Linked DNA regions of Sus scrofa: region 1 is linked to region 2. Evidence: chromatin contacts called from public HiChIP or PLAC-seq data. All regions are on one chromosome and are shown on one strand. The core of a region is the stretch at or near the end of the contact, and the rest is flanking DNA. Distances in the headings are between cores, read along the strand shown.

Region 1 (3,869 bases), core at 1,005-3,504, 77 kb after region 2:
ATGCCCAGTTAAATTTGAACTTCAGATAAATAATGAATTATATTTTAGTATAATTATGTCCAAAGTATTGCATGGCATATGCTTATACTAAAAAATTATTGGTTGTTTATCTGATATTCAAATTTAACTGGGTGTCCTGCATTTTTATCTGCCTTTCTAGCCACCCAACATTCATCCCAACTTTCTCACATCAGCCAATAAGAGGCATCAACTGTCCAGTGAAGTTACTACCCTATGAAGTCACTGCTCAATAAAGTTTATTATAGTTGTCTTCGTAAAGAAAAGATGCATTAAATTTTAAATTGCCTACCATGTGCATTCTATGTAAATAAGCTTCATTTATTTTTTCTTAGGTTTGCAACTGCATTTGTGACTTATAAGGACTTAAATTTAAAATCTTAAGATTAATAAGAAAGAATTGACTGGTAATTGACAAAATGTCAACTCATAGAAACATTAGTGGTTTGAACTTTAGGGACAATTTAATGAACTTGAGAATTTAGTGGTCTTGCTTTTGAAACCAAGAGCTGGACAGACAGATCATACAAAATCATCCAACTCAAAAATGTTCTGCAAAGCAGGAAGGTCATTTACATAACACACAAATAAGCTCAAGATGTCTATTTCTTTCCAGTAAATGTTCCTCTTCCAACTCTGACTGTTCCTGCTGCTTAGACACTGTTCCTCCTCCTGGCACTTTTATCAGCAGATGAAACTACGGCTAAGACGCAGAGACGGAAACTCCAGTATCGCCTTTGACTTACCCTTTATCCCTGGAGTTTCAGAGTTAAGGCCTCTGTGATTCTCTCCAAAATTCCTGTTCTTTAACTAGTATCCCCATGTCTATTTGCCCTCTATACTGGTACTTGTCAGCTCTAACTGTATATTAGAATTATCAGGAGAATTTTTAAAAATGAAAAATACTCAGGCCTGGGCCCCACCCAGATGGACAGAATCAGAATTGCTGGGAGTGCAGCCCAGTTAGCATGAGAACCACCACTCTGCTCTAATCCAGCCTCCCAGGCCATCTCTACACAGCCCAACTGGTTATGCTTTAGATGGTTTCAACAGGTACCTGTTTAAAAAATAGAACACACAATAAATAGTTCCGCTCTGCCTATCAAAGCAGGCCCCAATTTTCCAACATATATTTAACCACCTCAAACCCCATCCTTCCCCTACCCGTACTATTCTCATCACTTAACTTTCTGCTCTCCTCAAATCTAAAAGTCCCTACCTCATTCCCTTTGTTGAGGCACAATTCCTATCTGTTTCACCCATCCCGCAAGGACAATGTCAAAAGTCCCTTCCTCCTGAACTCCACCTTCAGGAACTGTAACTCTTCCTCAAGCCTGTAGGGATTGGTTTGTACCTGTCCTGAACATCCTAATTTATCTATTTGTTTTATTTCTCTTCTGCCCTATAATCGGATGAACTTTTTAAGGGTAAGGACGGTGACTTACTAGATTACAGGAGCCCAAGAGAGCATGGTATAGATTAAGCACTCAGCATTTCTAGAATTCTTTCGCCTAGAAGCTTATAAAATTTGAGTTGATAATTCGGAGACTATGACGTCTGCCTCCCCGAGTTTTCTTCATTATACCGAAGATGTGAGATGGACTAGGCGTGTCCTGTTTGGCATTCTAGCCTCAGGGTTCCCGGCCAAAAGATAAATACGGAAGTGATGTAAGGTCACTAGCTGAGTATCTCGGGTATCTTTGATCTACTGCGCCAAGATTAGAGAGCAGCGGAAGAGTTTCTCTAACTCTGCAGGAGAGGGATGGAGAACAACTCTGTTAAAGACCGAGGCTGGTTGGAGCAACAAAGAGAAGCGGCACCAGTGACCTGAAAGAAATCTTTATAATTAAAGTTTCAGTGCATGAGTCACAGTTTTGTTTTCAAGTTAAAGTACAGGGTTTGCCCTCGAGTAAACTCCAAAGAACTCGCTTCTTCAGCCTGGGGAGAAAAGAACTTTGTGAACAGCCAAGGCTGGTAAACTTTTTAGGAAGTCTCGCGATTCAGCCCAAACGGTGCAGGGTTTTGCTGGCAGCTGGGGGTGGGGTGGAGGCGACCCGCGGGGAGGGGGAGCAGCGCGGTGCAGAGTTCCTCCCCGGCCGCGAGTGTCCCCGCTCGCCCGCACCCCGGCCACCTCGAGCAGGGACCCCAGGGAGCCCCACCTACCTGAGCGCCAGGAGCCTCTCGCCCAGGAGCGCCAGCGCTATCCCCAGCAAGCTCAGAGCCAGCAACCGCCCCATGGCCTCGCTCGGCCCGGCCCGGGAGCACTGTGGGCGGCGCCCGCCGTCCGGCTCCAGCGCGCGGGCCGCGCTCCGCCCCGAGGTCCGCGAGCCCGGCTGGCTCCTGATCGCGGGCCGCGGCAGCCCCGCCCTCGGCCCAGCCCTTGGCCTTTGTCGCCACTAAACTACTCTTCTGACACCTTCCCGCCCAGGTTAAGCCAAGATTGTGACACAATGAAGTCCTTCATCTCCTTTTGCAAACAGACTACCCAGCAGGAATCTGAAGTAGTACACAGGCCTTCTCAGTTCTCTAATCTTCAAAGACATTCCCTTATGTTGTCGATCTGTCAGAATCTTCCGGCAGGCAGTTATGAAGATTTTTTTTTTTTAATTACAGGAAAAGATACTCGGTCATGTCTTGTAAATACATCACGTTGGAGTCACTGCTTTTTTATAACAGGATGTAGCTGAGAACACCGTGTTTTTAAGTAATGCCTCGCTAGACAAGAGATCTAAAAGTCTGAACACTTCTGGACACTGTTTTGATCTAAACTCAGTTTATGGGAGTAAGAGCAAAAACCAAACAAAACTTAAAAAAAAAAAAACCCATAACATGCATAAAGGAAGAAAAAAACTATAAAAAGGAAGCTTCCCCATTAAGATTGAGATAGTTACAGTAAGTGAGTATAGCTGCAATAAGCTTCTGATGGTTACCAGCGCTTAATTTCCACCCTACAGTATGTAGGCAGAAACGGTCACAATTGCCAGTTTTCAACAAACATCAATGTTATTAACAACCAATAAATAAAAACAGATGCCAGATTCACACCCTCTCTGCACAGGGGAGGAGGGAGCGAGGGAAGACCCCTCTGTTTCGGTATGTGCATGTCTGATTCAGTCTTGAGGGATTTTAGTTTATATTCCATGGCAGACAGAGAACTAAATAGTTGTTCTTCGAAAGCTCAGGAGGTTTACCTTTTCTTGTGTTATGGACCCCTCTGGCAGTGAACCTATAGATGCCTTCTCAGAGTAACATTTATAAGTACATACAGTAAAACGCATGGGATGGCAAAGGAGACCAATTACATTCAAATGCAATTGTCAAATATTCTCATGTTTGTGCAGTAATATAGTAGTGTAATGTGTGCTGCATTATTAACACTTTAAATCACAAGATCTAATACCATTCTTTCAAACAGTGATGAGCATAAATGTTATTTCAGGACATCTGCAACACTGTAATGAAATAAAGAAAATAACTCTTATTTACAATAGTAACAAAGTCACAAGTATTGCTAATGCTTTTGAGGTCTGTTTTCTACTTTCATAATTGAGGGAGATGCTAAATTCCATTAGAAATCAAGATTTTTTCCTCATTATTCAAAGTCATAGCCCCTCAGGAATTCTATCCATGGACCACTTTGCTTAAGAATTCCACCATAGTTACCCTGTGACTGGGTAGGTATGAGTGGGATCTCTTCTCTAGGGGTGTTTTTAATGTCAGTCTTGAGAGAAGAGAAGAATCTCTTATATGAAATCAGAATTTAGAGTGAGGACCTAAAAAAGAGAGGGCCTGGGTCTATTGCCAGAGCTTCTGTCTTAGGTTTGAGAGTCTTATTCCAAGGATTTGGGATA
Region 2 (3,973 bases), core at 1,318-3,817:
CAGGCATCTGGTCCACAGTTCTTTTGAGTAGCAAGGTTTTAGAGCCCTTCAAACAGTGGGTGTGATTTCCTTTGCTCCCTCTATCTGGTCTGCTTATAGGCAGCCCATCCGCCATCTCCATAACCACCCATCCTTCTAGCCCTGCACTGCTCCTCCTGTCACAGCTGTTTTAGCCCTCTTTTTAATTCAAAAACCAGAGGTCCCCCAAACTCCCACTTTCCTTTTTCCTTCTCAGTCATCAGATTATAACCAGAAGTTCAAGGCCTGAGAAGCTCCCTCCCCATTTGCCGGATCCAAGTGCTGAAAGTAAAACAGTTAAGTTCTTACTTACACACCAGACTGGGTCTTCCCACTGCAGCATCCCCATGGCAGAGAGGCTCCTACAGGCATCTCATCCACAAAAGGAAAACATGGGCAAACCTAACAGGGGGACTCACAGAGACTGACATTATGTTAAACTATGACCATAGTGTGCATTGGTCCCTTGAGACAAATCAGAATCAGGGTTGGGGCCCAGAAACCAAGGCCAAGTTCCCCCTGCCGCCAAGTCCAGGCCTCAACTTTTTCAGTTGAAAATCATGTTTTAGTGCAAGTCAATGGTATGGAATAAATTGTCTCAAACTGTATCCTGGAGAGTTATACAGGACTTTATAGATGGTATCTAAAAACAAGAGTAAAGAAGGTAGATAAATAAGTCTGTGAAATGACAAAGTAAAATCTTTTTTTGTTTGTTTTGTTATGAAGGAGTTTTCAAAGCTTTCGGTATGCCAGAATGCATTGCTGCTCTCTAAAAAAAGGTGATAATAGATATCTCCCAAATGTATTTGTTCAAGGAGCCTCTTTTTTATGGAGCGAGTCTTGTGATGTGTTCCAAGGAACAAATGTGGGGAGATATTAATATTGGATCAGATAAGCTCTAAGACCTGATGTTGAGAGAGAAACGTTTTAGGGTGGTCACGGTAAAGCTATACTTTTACACAAAAGCATACACAAAATGCTTACAGACGCCATCCTTAGAGTAAATTAAGGAAGATAAACCAGAAAGATAGATTCTCACTCCTTCCTAGCAGATCTGTAACCCTTTAGAGGACATCTGTGGTCGGGGGGGGAGGATTGAAAAATATGGGCAGAACAAACCTAGGGAGAATCAAAAAGAGAAAGCCTAGAAGGGGTGTCAGACATTTATATCTCATTTATTTTCATTATAGGTAATACCACAATGAACACAAATATATATATATAAAATATGATATATTTATATACATTACTATTTTATGTATGTACATAATACATGATATATTCTCATTTGGCAACGAATAGTACTATGATCAATGAAAATCCACATATGGTAATTTTACATGATTAAAAACCCCAAATCACTCTTTCTTACGTTTTTCTAACAGTTTGTGATTCCAAAAATAACCAACCATTAGAAGAAAAAACCCCAATAGTTATAAAACTTACTCTGAATTTAAGTTTCTTAGCAGTCCATAGGGTCATATGATTTTTTTCTAAAAACCCAAATGTTCAGTTTGATTTTTAGTAATGTTTTACTTCAAAGTAAATAACAACAGGGTATTACTGATTAAGCCTTAGGGATTAAGATGATCTCTAGACTTTGAACCCTTAAAAAAGTTACTGTGAAACTCCTGATATAGTCTTAAAAACATTTTTTTCCCCTTGTGAGTACTTGAAGGTTTATAAAATACTTTAAGGAAAGCAGGGCACTAACATTTATTGAATAGTCACTATATCCAGGCACAGTGTTAGATGCTTCTGATACAAGGTTTATTGAAGCAGCTAATAATTTAGAAATATAAAGTCATTTGTTTAAGATCCCACAGTGGGAGGGATGTAGCAAGAGCCCAGGAGGTCAAATGCCAATGCTGGTGTTCTCTCCCCTTGGCCCCACCCAGCCCCCACTGGAGCAGGTGGCCCATTCTTTCCTACCTGCTTCTCCCCACACGAGTTTTCTGTCTCTCTTAACAGTGCGGCCTCAAAATTGAGAATGTCCAGGCAGCCAAGGCAGGAACTCCTTCTCTAACTCACACAATATCATGCCTCCCGCCCCCTGCCACTCTGGTTATCTGTTTTGAAGCAAAAGTTGAGAAGTGAATCTAGCCAAGATACACCTATATTCATGAAAAATTGTGTGTGCCAACAGCTTGGCCGCTCACACCCATGAGTCTTTTTAACCTCTCTCCCAGGCGGAGAGCAAGGGTATGCTTCCAGGTGGCTGGGGAAAGTGGGCTATTTATGAAATTGCTGTGGCAGATAAGGCCAGCACTCGCCTGAAGATTTTCTGAGAGCCTGGAACCTGCTTGGGAATCAGGGGAGCCTCCTGGGCCAGGCTAGAGGGTGGGACAGATAGGACCATGCAGCAGCCCTCGGCACAACCCAACTTACAGATAAGAAGACCGATGATCCCTGAAGAGTGCTAGCCCCAGCCCCAAGAGGGTGAGCACCATCAGCTTCGCCATGGTCCGACAGACCTTGGAAGAATGGACAGACAGATGCACCCAAGATAGGAGATGTACCAGAGACTTTTCCTGCCTGCAGCCTCAGGCTGCCCAAGGTTGGTCCCACCCCTCCCCGTCGGGCTGCTCACCCCGCCCCCTGCACCTCAGGCTTGAGGTCAGCGCTGAGACACTTTAAAGAGAGGAGACTGAGAACGAGCTGCCTAGACTGAGTGAAAAGGGGGGTAAAACAAGCAGATTAGAGGAAATAGCTGTGGGAAAGGAGAGACGAGCTTTGAGGAGCGCTCACTTTGTGCTAACAAGCTTCTAATCCTGGTGGCTCAGAAGGGTTCAGTAACTTGATCACCGTGACTCAGTCTGGAAACGCACAGAAGGAAGAGAGGGCTGTGCTTGAGCCCTCTAAGCCCTACTGAGCAAAGCAGAGTAGGAGGTGCCTCCACATACCCATCTCTGCCTTCTCTCCTGTTACCATGAGTGAGGTGTTTCCTGCTTCACTAAAGGCCAGCTCTTCTTTTTACTCTGGGCCCCCTTTTTTTCTTTTCTTCAGGATTTTGGTCCCAGTTACAATTTCTCTCTCCTACAACATCCACCTCTTCCTCTTTTCTGGAGTATTGCCGTCAAATACCCCCATGCTTTAGTGTCACTCCTCATAGTTTTCTGGGTTAAAATGCTCTTTGATCTCACATTCTAACTACTTACTGTTCTCTTTCTCTGCTCCTCTGTTAAAAAAAAATCTCTTTGGAATACTTGTCAACAGTTGTTGCTTCCATCTTAGTAACTCTTGTAACAGATAAATGATGGCTACAAATTCTTTGACATTGTTCCTGTTGAAAAGTGGGACACAGGTTCTCTCCCGTGAAGTTGAAGCTGTCTCTGTGAATGCCTTAATTGAGTAATGCAGTTGTGCTATTCAAGTTTGCAAATCATTCTCAGATTGTAACTGCTTTGGGCACAGATCACCACTTCCTTCTTTTTAAATCCTTTCCTGTCTTAGATTCATGATTCTACCCTCTCCCAGTCTTTCTCCAGCTTTCTTGGTCTTCTTTGCAGGATTCTCCTGTCACTGATCTCAACATGATGAAGCCCTTGGATAGTTCTCATTCCAGTGGGTTTCCATACCATCAGTGCGCTGGTGCTTCCAAAATGTCCATACCTAGCTCAGGCCTCTTATGGTGGCTCTAAAAGATCATCCTGGAAATGTCTACTTAAAGTGGCGTAAGCCACATCCAGAAACATCCTCACATTTTTTCTTCTGTCACTTATTGTTTCTGAAATCAACTTGTTGATTTATTTATACAATCATGCTCTGTTGTGGCCTAATGAAATGTAAGCTTTTTGTGGTCAGGGTTTTTGCCTTTTCCCCACTGCGATCCCAGGGCGTAGAAGAGAGGCTGGCAAAAAGTGATCCCTTATTAGACATTTAATGACTGGCTGGTGAGTGCTCACTTTCTGCTAACTGGCTGCCTAGTTGACACTCCCACTGGAGAGTCTAATAT

What was found. HiChIP or PLAC-seq counts read pairs in DNA pulled down with a chosen protein or histone mark.
Region 1: a contact with region 2 is called in an H3K27ac HiChIP or PLAC-seq map of alveolar macrophages. The contact joins the promoter of PON2 here to the promoter of PON1 in region 2. A contact is called at or near these places in 2 of 5 promoter capture datasets (both in liver), 4 of 47 Hi-C or Micro-C datasets (liver and skeletal muscle) and 1 of 2 datasets of contacts at active chromatin or transcription factors (alveolar macrophages).

What each region holds. Positions count from the first base shown.
Region 1 is chr9:75,049,096-75,052,964 of Sscrofa11.1, forward strand. PON2 (paraoxonase 2) reads right to left here and starts at 2,255. Exons shown (of 9, transcript NM_001123223.1): 1 at 2,182-2,255. The coding sequence starts at 2,255.
Region 2 is chr9:74,972,141-74,976,113 of Sscrofa11.1, forward strand. PON1 (paraoxonase 1) reads right to left here and starts at 2,568. Exons shown (of 9, transcript NM_001097515.2): 1 at 2,407-2,568. The coding sequence starts at 2,480.